Regions from separate parts of the Nomascus leucogenys genome. Here region 1 is linked to region 2. A link is a contact called in public Hi-C data. All regions are on one chromosome and are shown on one strand. Each heading gives the region's core, a stretch centred on a gene start, on an enhancer-like site or on the middle of the called end of the contact. The rest is flanking DNA. Distances are from core to core; before and after follow the strand shown.

Region 1 (3,325 bases), core at 610-3,109, 210 kb after region 2:
ACCCAGTCTAATCTATTCAAGAACTCACTTAAACACAGTCTCTTAGATTTTTCCCACAAATGGTTTATCCTAACCAGTGTATGTGTGTTTTATTGTTTAATCCCTCACAAATTTTTATTTATTTATTTATTTATTTATTTAGAGACAGGGTCTCACTCTGTCACCCAGGATGAGTGCAGTGGCATGATCATGGCTCACTGCAGCCTCAAACTCCCAGGCTCAAGCAGTTCTCACGCCTCAGTCTCCCGAGCAGCTGGGACTACAGGTGTGTGTCACCACGCCCAGCTAATTTTTTTTCTTTTTTTTTTTTTTTTTTGTAGAGACAGGTCTTGCCGTGTTTTTTCAGGCTGGTCTCAAACTCCTTGACAAAAGCAATCCTCCTGCTTCAGTCTCCCAGATTGCTGAGATTACAGGTGGCAGCCACCGCTCTTGGCCTGCAGATTTACTTACAAATTCTCTGGGACTCCAGGCAGTCATTTTCTCAGGACAAGCAACAGGAGGAAATGAGCTCTGTCTAATAAGAAACTGAATTCCCCTTTGACACTCTGGGCATGGAAACCCTTCCTTCTCCAAAGGGTTGGAGTAACTCTCAGGGGCTTGTCCCCCAAGGCCCTATGAATGAAGCTGGATTTAGGTAATGGGCGGGAGGGAAAGCCTCGTACCATGGGTGGATTTGGTTTGATGTGCATTGCAACTTCATCCTATCAGAGGGTGGAGAATACAAACCTTGAAGCCACACACAGCGGAAGATACAGCACTCGACATCTCTGAGCCTTATCTTTAAAATGGGTATGTCATACCTGTATCTCCCAGAAAGGGGAAATTAAATAATAATGCACAACACTTGGCACATAATAATCATTATTCCTTCCTCTTACCCGTCTCCATTTTTCCCATTACAGGAAATTGTTCCACAAAAGGCTCCAACCTCTAGAAAAATTCTCCTTCTCTCCACTCTGCCCACCGCCACCCACCCAGGTATTTTAAAGTCAGTGAGAGAGGCCTAGCAATTACATTTCTTTTCTTTTCTTTTTTACAATGTCGTACGCCAAAATATTTACATTTGTTATTTAATTCTAAGAAATTGGGGATATAGAGGACAGATGATTGACCATGAGTTGATAGGTGTTGAAGCTGGATAATGAGTACAAGGGGATTCATTATATTGTACTCTGTACTTTGGGATATATTTGAAATTTTTTGTGTTAAGAATACTTTTCAAGGCTGGGCACAGTGGCTCACGCCTGTAATCCCAGCACTTTGGAAGGCTGAGGCCCAAGAATCGCTTGAGCCCAGGAAGCAGAAGTTGCAGGGAGCCGAGATCGCGCCACTGTACTCCAGCCTGGGCCACACAGTAAGACTCTGTCTTAAAAAAGAAAAAGAAAAGAAAAAAAGAATACTTTTAAGAGAAAAAGATCTTAATGGTAAGTTACTATATACCAGACACTGGTCTAGGAGATGGGGTTTAAAAGCATAAGCCTGAGCTTGCCTTTGAGGAATTTAGTTTAATGGGAGAGAAAACTGTGTTAATGGTCATTTCAAGCTGAGTGATGAGGGTGAGTGAAACTTTGTATTATGCAATGCTCCCATGCTCCACCCTGAGGGAGTGCCGGCATGTCCGGCTACCAACGGTGGTGGCGTCCCCGTGTGGCAAAAGTGTGAACACCACCTGCAAGTCACTCCGCCTTCCTGTGTTGAACTGGAGTGACGCTTGACGAATTTACAGCGTGAGAAGCTTCTCGTTTCTTCAATATTTGCATATAAATGAGACTTGATTAATATATTTTGGCACATTGCTTCAAATCTGTGGCGTAACTTAAATTTGCATAAAACTTGGCCGCTGAATTGTGATGATGTGTTTACTTCTCTAATAGGGTCCGTAGAAGCAGAGAGGGAATGAAGGAGGGAGGATAGAAAGAAAGAAGGGAGGAAAGAAAAATAGGGGCAGATTAGGCAGAAGGACGGTTTGCTCTTCTCCCTCTCCTACCTCCCCAATGTCAAAGTTATGTTATATGAGGTTTGACATTAGTGATCCTCTCTGCTGTGCAGTAATTGACATGTAAGTGACGTGAAACCCTCCTGCTGACTGGCTTCCCCATCTTGGGCTTATCATTTCACTTTCCAGAACCTAGATTATAGATTCCTCCATCTGTTATATAATATAGGAATAGCAGTACTGATCTGACCTCCCAAGGGTCATAGAAGGGTTACACCAGATAATGCAGGAGAAAGCCCTTTGAGCACAGGACAGCCAGAGACACGTGTTAGGGGTGTTATTAGGACCACTGACATGGCATTCACAGCTGCCACTTCCTTATGACTCACTAGCCTCTTATATGAGCCCGCCCCACTATGAGGCCCTGAAGGGTGCTGAGCTAATGTTTGTAAACCACTTTAAAGAGGAGAAGGGCTTTAAAGCAGCTTGGAACACTTCCGATTAGATGACCTCTACAAGCGTACAAAGGAGAATAAATATGGACTTTCCTCTTCCTTTTAATTTTCTTTCAAAAAGGGAGACAACTAGCTGCCTCAGCAGTGCGCGTCACAGTGTTTGAGTTAGCCATGTGAGTACAGAAGAGTTTTCTGGGACAGGGTCATGAAAAAATATTATGGTTCTTTTTTTAATGGGAAAAGAAGTGCGTTCTTGTTTTTAAAAAATGCAAATGATATAGGAGTACAGAAAATAACAGGTAAGGCCAGGCACAGTGGCTCACGCTTGTAATCCCTGCACTTTGGGGGGCCAAGACAGGCGAATCACCTGAGGTCAGAAGTTTGAGACCAGCCTAACATAGAGAAACCCCATCTCTACTAAAAATATAAAATTAGCTGGGTGTGGTGGCACATGCCTGTAATCCCAGCTACTCGGGAAGCTGAGGCAGGAGAATCTCTTGAACCTGGGAGGCGGAGGTTGCGGTGAGCCAAGATCACGCCATTGCACTCCAACCCAGGCAATAAGAATGAAACTCTGTCTCAAAAAACAAACCAAAAAAAAAAAAAAAGCCGGGTGTAGTGGCTCACACCTGTAATCCTAGCTCTTTGGGAGGCCGTGTCAGGTGAATCATGAGGTCAGGAGATGGAGACCATCCTGGCTAACACGGTGAAACCCCGTCTCTACTAATACAAAAACTTAGCCGGGCGTGGTGGCGGGCACCTGTAGTCCCAGCTACTCGGAGAGGCTGAGGCAGGAGAATGGCATGAACCTGGGAGGCGGAGCTGGCAGTGAGCTGAGATTGTGCCACTGCACTCCAGCCTGGGCGACAGAGCGAGACTCTGTCTCAAAAAAAAAAGAACGAAAGAAAAGAAAAGGTAAAAGCCCCATTTTTTT
Region 2 (3,694 bases), core at 182-2,681:
ATGGCTAGTAAATACTTTTAGTGGCCCAGAATGCATTTTAAAACGTGTGTGTGTGTGTGTGTGTGTGTGTGTGTGTATCCATGTAAATGGGCAGTCCTGGTAGACTACGAGTGGATGTGTGGGTGGGCGGGTGAGGGGTGAATGTGTGTAAATGGTTGGGAAAGTCTGGAGTGGCCCAAATAATAACTGAGGTTAAAAGCTGTTGAAAACTATTTTAATGTAAAAGGAAAAACAAAAGCGCATGCATCTTTTTAAATGAGGAGCAAAAATAACTCCTTACCTGTTAGTGTTATTTTTAAAGTATATGACGAGTAATTTATTACCTGCTGCTACATATAGTGTCATGAAATATGAAAATACAACTAGTAAGTGGGAAAGGAAATTTGTGCAAGTCAGCATTGCTGTAACTGAAAGAACTAGAGTTTATCCTGCACGTATACTGGCAGTCTAACGTGAGTCTGGGCAAATGAGAGAGCTCAGTAAGACGCATAGAAGTAGGTATAGGATATTCTGAGAAATAAGCGGGCCTGGAAACCTAAGCCCCAGTTATAACACTGTTTCTACGGGAAAATATGCTTCATAAATACCTTCTTTGAAACCAGCTTTTGAAACCCTGCCGATTTGTAAGTTGGGGGCTAATGATATAAAATGATCACCTACTGATCTGTAAAATTCTCAGCACTAGTCTGTCATCAAGCATGTATTGAGTAGCTGCTGGGTGAACGACGCTGTGATGAGCATAGCAGGGTGAAACAAAAGAAATGAAGGAGTGTTTCTGCCCTCAAAAAGCGTGGCCCTCGTTGGAGAGAGAAAACCTGCACACAAAGCAGCCTGAGAACTTCACAGTGCCTGAACCCACAAAGCAAGAGGCCTGCAGGCAGCAGTGTGAAAGAGGGACGGGAGGCAAGTGTGGTGAATCAGGAAAATGGGGGTTCCACTGGCAGAACATGTTCCCTGTTCGTTTGTAATCCCCCAGAGGCACACCAGAGACGGTCTCATTTTTCCTGGAGAGCCTCACACGAGCATGAAGCGGTAGCTGCAGTGAATGTCATATGATCCTGGCGTGCCAAGCAATTCGAAACTGCAAATGGCATGTGGTATTACCTTATTAGGAAAGGTTCAGGCTTTTTTCCTCTTTCTGCTCCGTTTTTGTTGTTTAAAGGAAGATAGGTTGTTGGCAGGCTGGGCAGTGGGTGCCTTCTGTACCCAGAGTTTCAGTTCTGAAGCACACCCTGGTGAGAGTGCCCAAGGTCTGGAGCCCGACTGTGTGTTTTTGTGTAATTTTCTGGGAGAGTCTGTAGATGGGACAGTTCTAACCAGTGACTCAGCACCTGAGAGGCAGAGTCCTTACCTTATTTTTCAGGCAGAGCTGTTGCTTTTCATTTCTCTCCAGCCTTGAGGTCTCCAAAAGGGAGAAGGGAGATCAGGAGAGGGGAACAAGTTGTGGGTAAAATTCTCAGTCTGGGGCTGTGGTGCATCCCACTGGGAATGCCGATAGCCTGTGGAGATGGGCGTGTGGCTGAGGCTGCCTTGCCAGGTGAGGCATCCAGATCAACCAGTCTGTCCTGATTGGAGGCTCCTAAAATAAGCCCTTTGCTGTGTTGTGCAGGCTGCCTCTGAGATGTGCTTCCTGGGGGCAGCAATCAGCAAACGGTTGTACCCAGACCCTTCCTCCTGGTACTGTCTTTTAGCTTTGAGAAGCACTGAATCCTTGTTACTATATATGCAGTGGGGGAAAGAGGATGACATTCTTCCTCAAAGGATTTACATCATCATCAGTAGCAGCAAACGTTTATTGAGTGCTTACTGTGTTCCAGGCACTCCATGTGCTTCGTCTCATTTAATTCCCTTTACAGCCCTGGAAGGGCTTTTTTATTAAAACTCCTAGTACTATTATCTTCAAATAATAATTTTACCCTAATGTAAAGTTCCATTTTGCAGGTGAAAAAAATGGAGGTTTAGGGAAGGGTTAAGCGACGTATCCGTAGTCTCACCATGAGCAAATGGCGAAGGCGGGATGCAAACCCAGATCTGTCTCCCTCCAAACTAAATTAGCAGACTATTCTTCTTAGACACCTTTTTATTTGCAGTCACCGTAAGTAGTGTCTGTAGACCTTCTGCTTTATTCTCCTGCATTATTCAGGAAGAAGTGGAGGGTTTGGTTGTTCCCCCCTCTCCCCTCCAGGGGAGATGATTTTCTTTTTTAAGGAGAGTTTGTAAGGGAAGTGTTGAGTTGGCCACAACCGACAGGGAGAGGCTATTCTGGCCTTCACATGTGTTACGGAAGAATGCGTGGTAATGAGTGGGAGAAACAGAACGTAAACCAGGACAGGGCAGGATCAAATAGAAGGAAATGTGATAGCAAAGAAAGGGGCAGTCCTGCCTCCAAAAGCAGCATGTTAATGATTTAGCACTCTGCAGACTTTTCGGATCTCACATGCTCTCAGCAGTGTTCAGAACTCCCTTGTTTGGGCGAGAGTTTTGCTTTCCAAAACACAAAACCATGACATTTAATTCTGAGTTTCTGCAGGGACTGGATGAAATCACCACTGGAAAAATAAGAATGGCAGTGCATGTTAATTATTCCAGGAACTCTTAGAGGGTGCAAATGAAACAGCTGCCATCCCAAAAGACGCTGCACTTCTTCCTCCACCCTCTCTTCTTGTCCCGCCAAGCCCTGATTTCTGCTTTTTGTGCCCTTCTTGCTACTTCTTTTAAAGAACTCATATCCCCTGTGTTTCACTGAAGAGAAAAATGCATGCAAGAGATTATTGTTATTTTTTTATAAAGCATGTTACATCTTCCCAGTAGCCTATGGTATGGTTTCAGGACTACTCTGATTTTCGTATCTGATTGACCTTTGATTGGTAGCCACCAAACTCTGGAAAGCCAGGAATTTCTTTCTTGATCTATAACCAAACTTCCAAATGCTCAGAACTTCCACTCTTCAAAGGAAACATATTACAAACAGAAAACTCCTTCGAAAAGTGAATTGTAGTCCACCCTTTAGGTTCTCTCCTTTCCCTGCCCCCTAAAAAGGAAAGTTCTTTATCTCTGCCCTCTGCCTTTCTCTCCCTGCCCCCTCATGCAGACTAACAGTCTCTTGTTCTGATATAGAATGTTGTGTAATTATTTGTCCTCTGAAGATTAGGATAATAAAACATTTCAGCCACCCTCTTTTGGGTTCCCACTTTGCCCCAGTGAATAGAACTGTGCCCCATCATCCTTCTCCTCGTAGCCAGCAGCCTCAAGTCCCACAATAGCTCTGCCTTGGTACAGGGAGCCAACATTGTTTGCATAGCATACGTTCCTGGACAATTAGAAGGTCCAGTTTAACCTTCAGAGCATCCCCATCAGGTTGTGGGTGTTTGTTCCGGGAAGAGGAGGAGAGGTGGTGACCTGTGGTCCACACATGATGCTACCCACACACAAGTCCAAATCTTTATAGTCTAGAGACGAGCTGAAAATTGTGTTGCTAAAGTTCACATGTAAAATCAAACTTTTTAGGTACTTCAGTCTTTCTGTCCAGAAGCAGATAGCATTAATACTTGCTTCTTATAACACTACTCGCCCACCTCACTCCCATTAAGTGAAAGCTTTTTTAAAATAGCCCAATTTCATGTGAAATTAATATTCATTAATCAAGACACTGTAATAGCACAACTTTCTGAAAATACCTTCTGGTTATGATTGG

Evidence for each region. A called contact is a pair of places that touch in the nucleus more often than the background predicts.
Region 1: a contact with region 2 is called in a Hi-C map of an unstated tissue, with 4 times the contacts expected there. The contact joins two enhancer-like sites. A contact is called at or near these places in 3 of 4 Hi-C or Micro-C datasets (a lymphoblastoid cell line and an unstated tissue).

The regions. Positions count from the first base shown.
Region 1 is chr12:106,222,357-106,225,681 of Asia_NLE_v1, forward strand. No RefSeq gene overlaps it. Among named protein-coding and RNA genes, the nearest start is that of SERBP1, 99 kb to the right of the region's middle. Within about 2 kb of position 1,860, the one cell type or tissue checked has an H3K27ac peak away from gene starts, as active enhancers do. A contact at or near this core is called in a lymphoblastoid cell line, where this site is marked.
Region 2 is chr12:106,011,895-106,015,588 of Asia_NLE_v1, forward strand. All of the region lies in intron 2 of GNG12 (guanine nucleotide-binding protein G(I)/G(S)/G(O) subunit gamma-12), which reads left to right. Among named protein-coding and RNA genes, the nearest start is that of GADD45A, 60 kb to the right of the region's middle. Within about 2 kb of position 1,432, the one cell type or tissue checked has an H3K27ac peak away from gene starts, as active enhancers do. A contact at or near this core is called in a lymphoblastoid cell line, where this site is marked.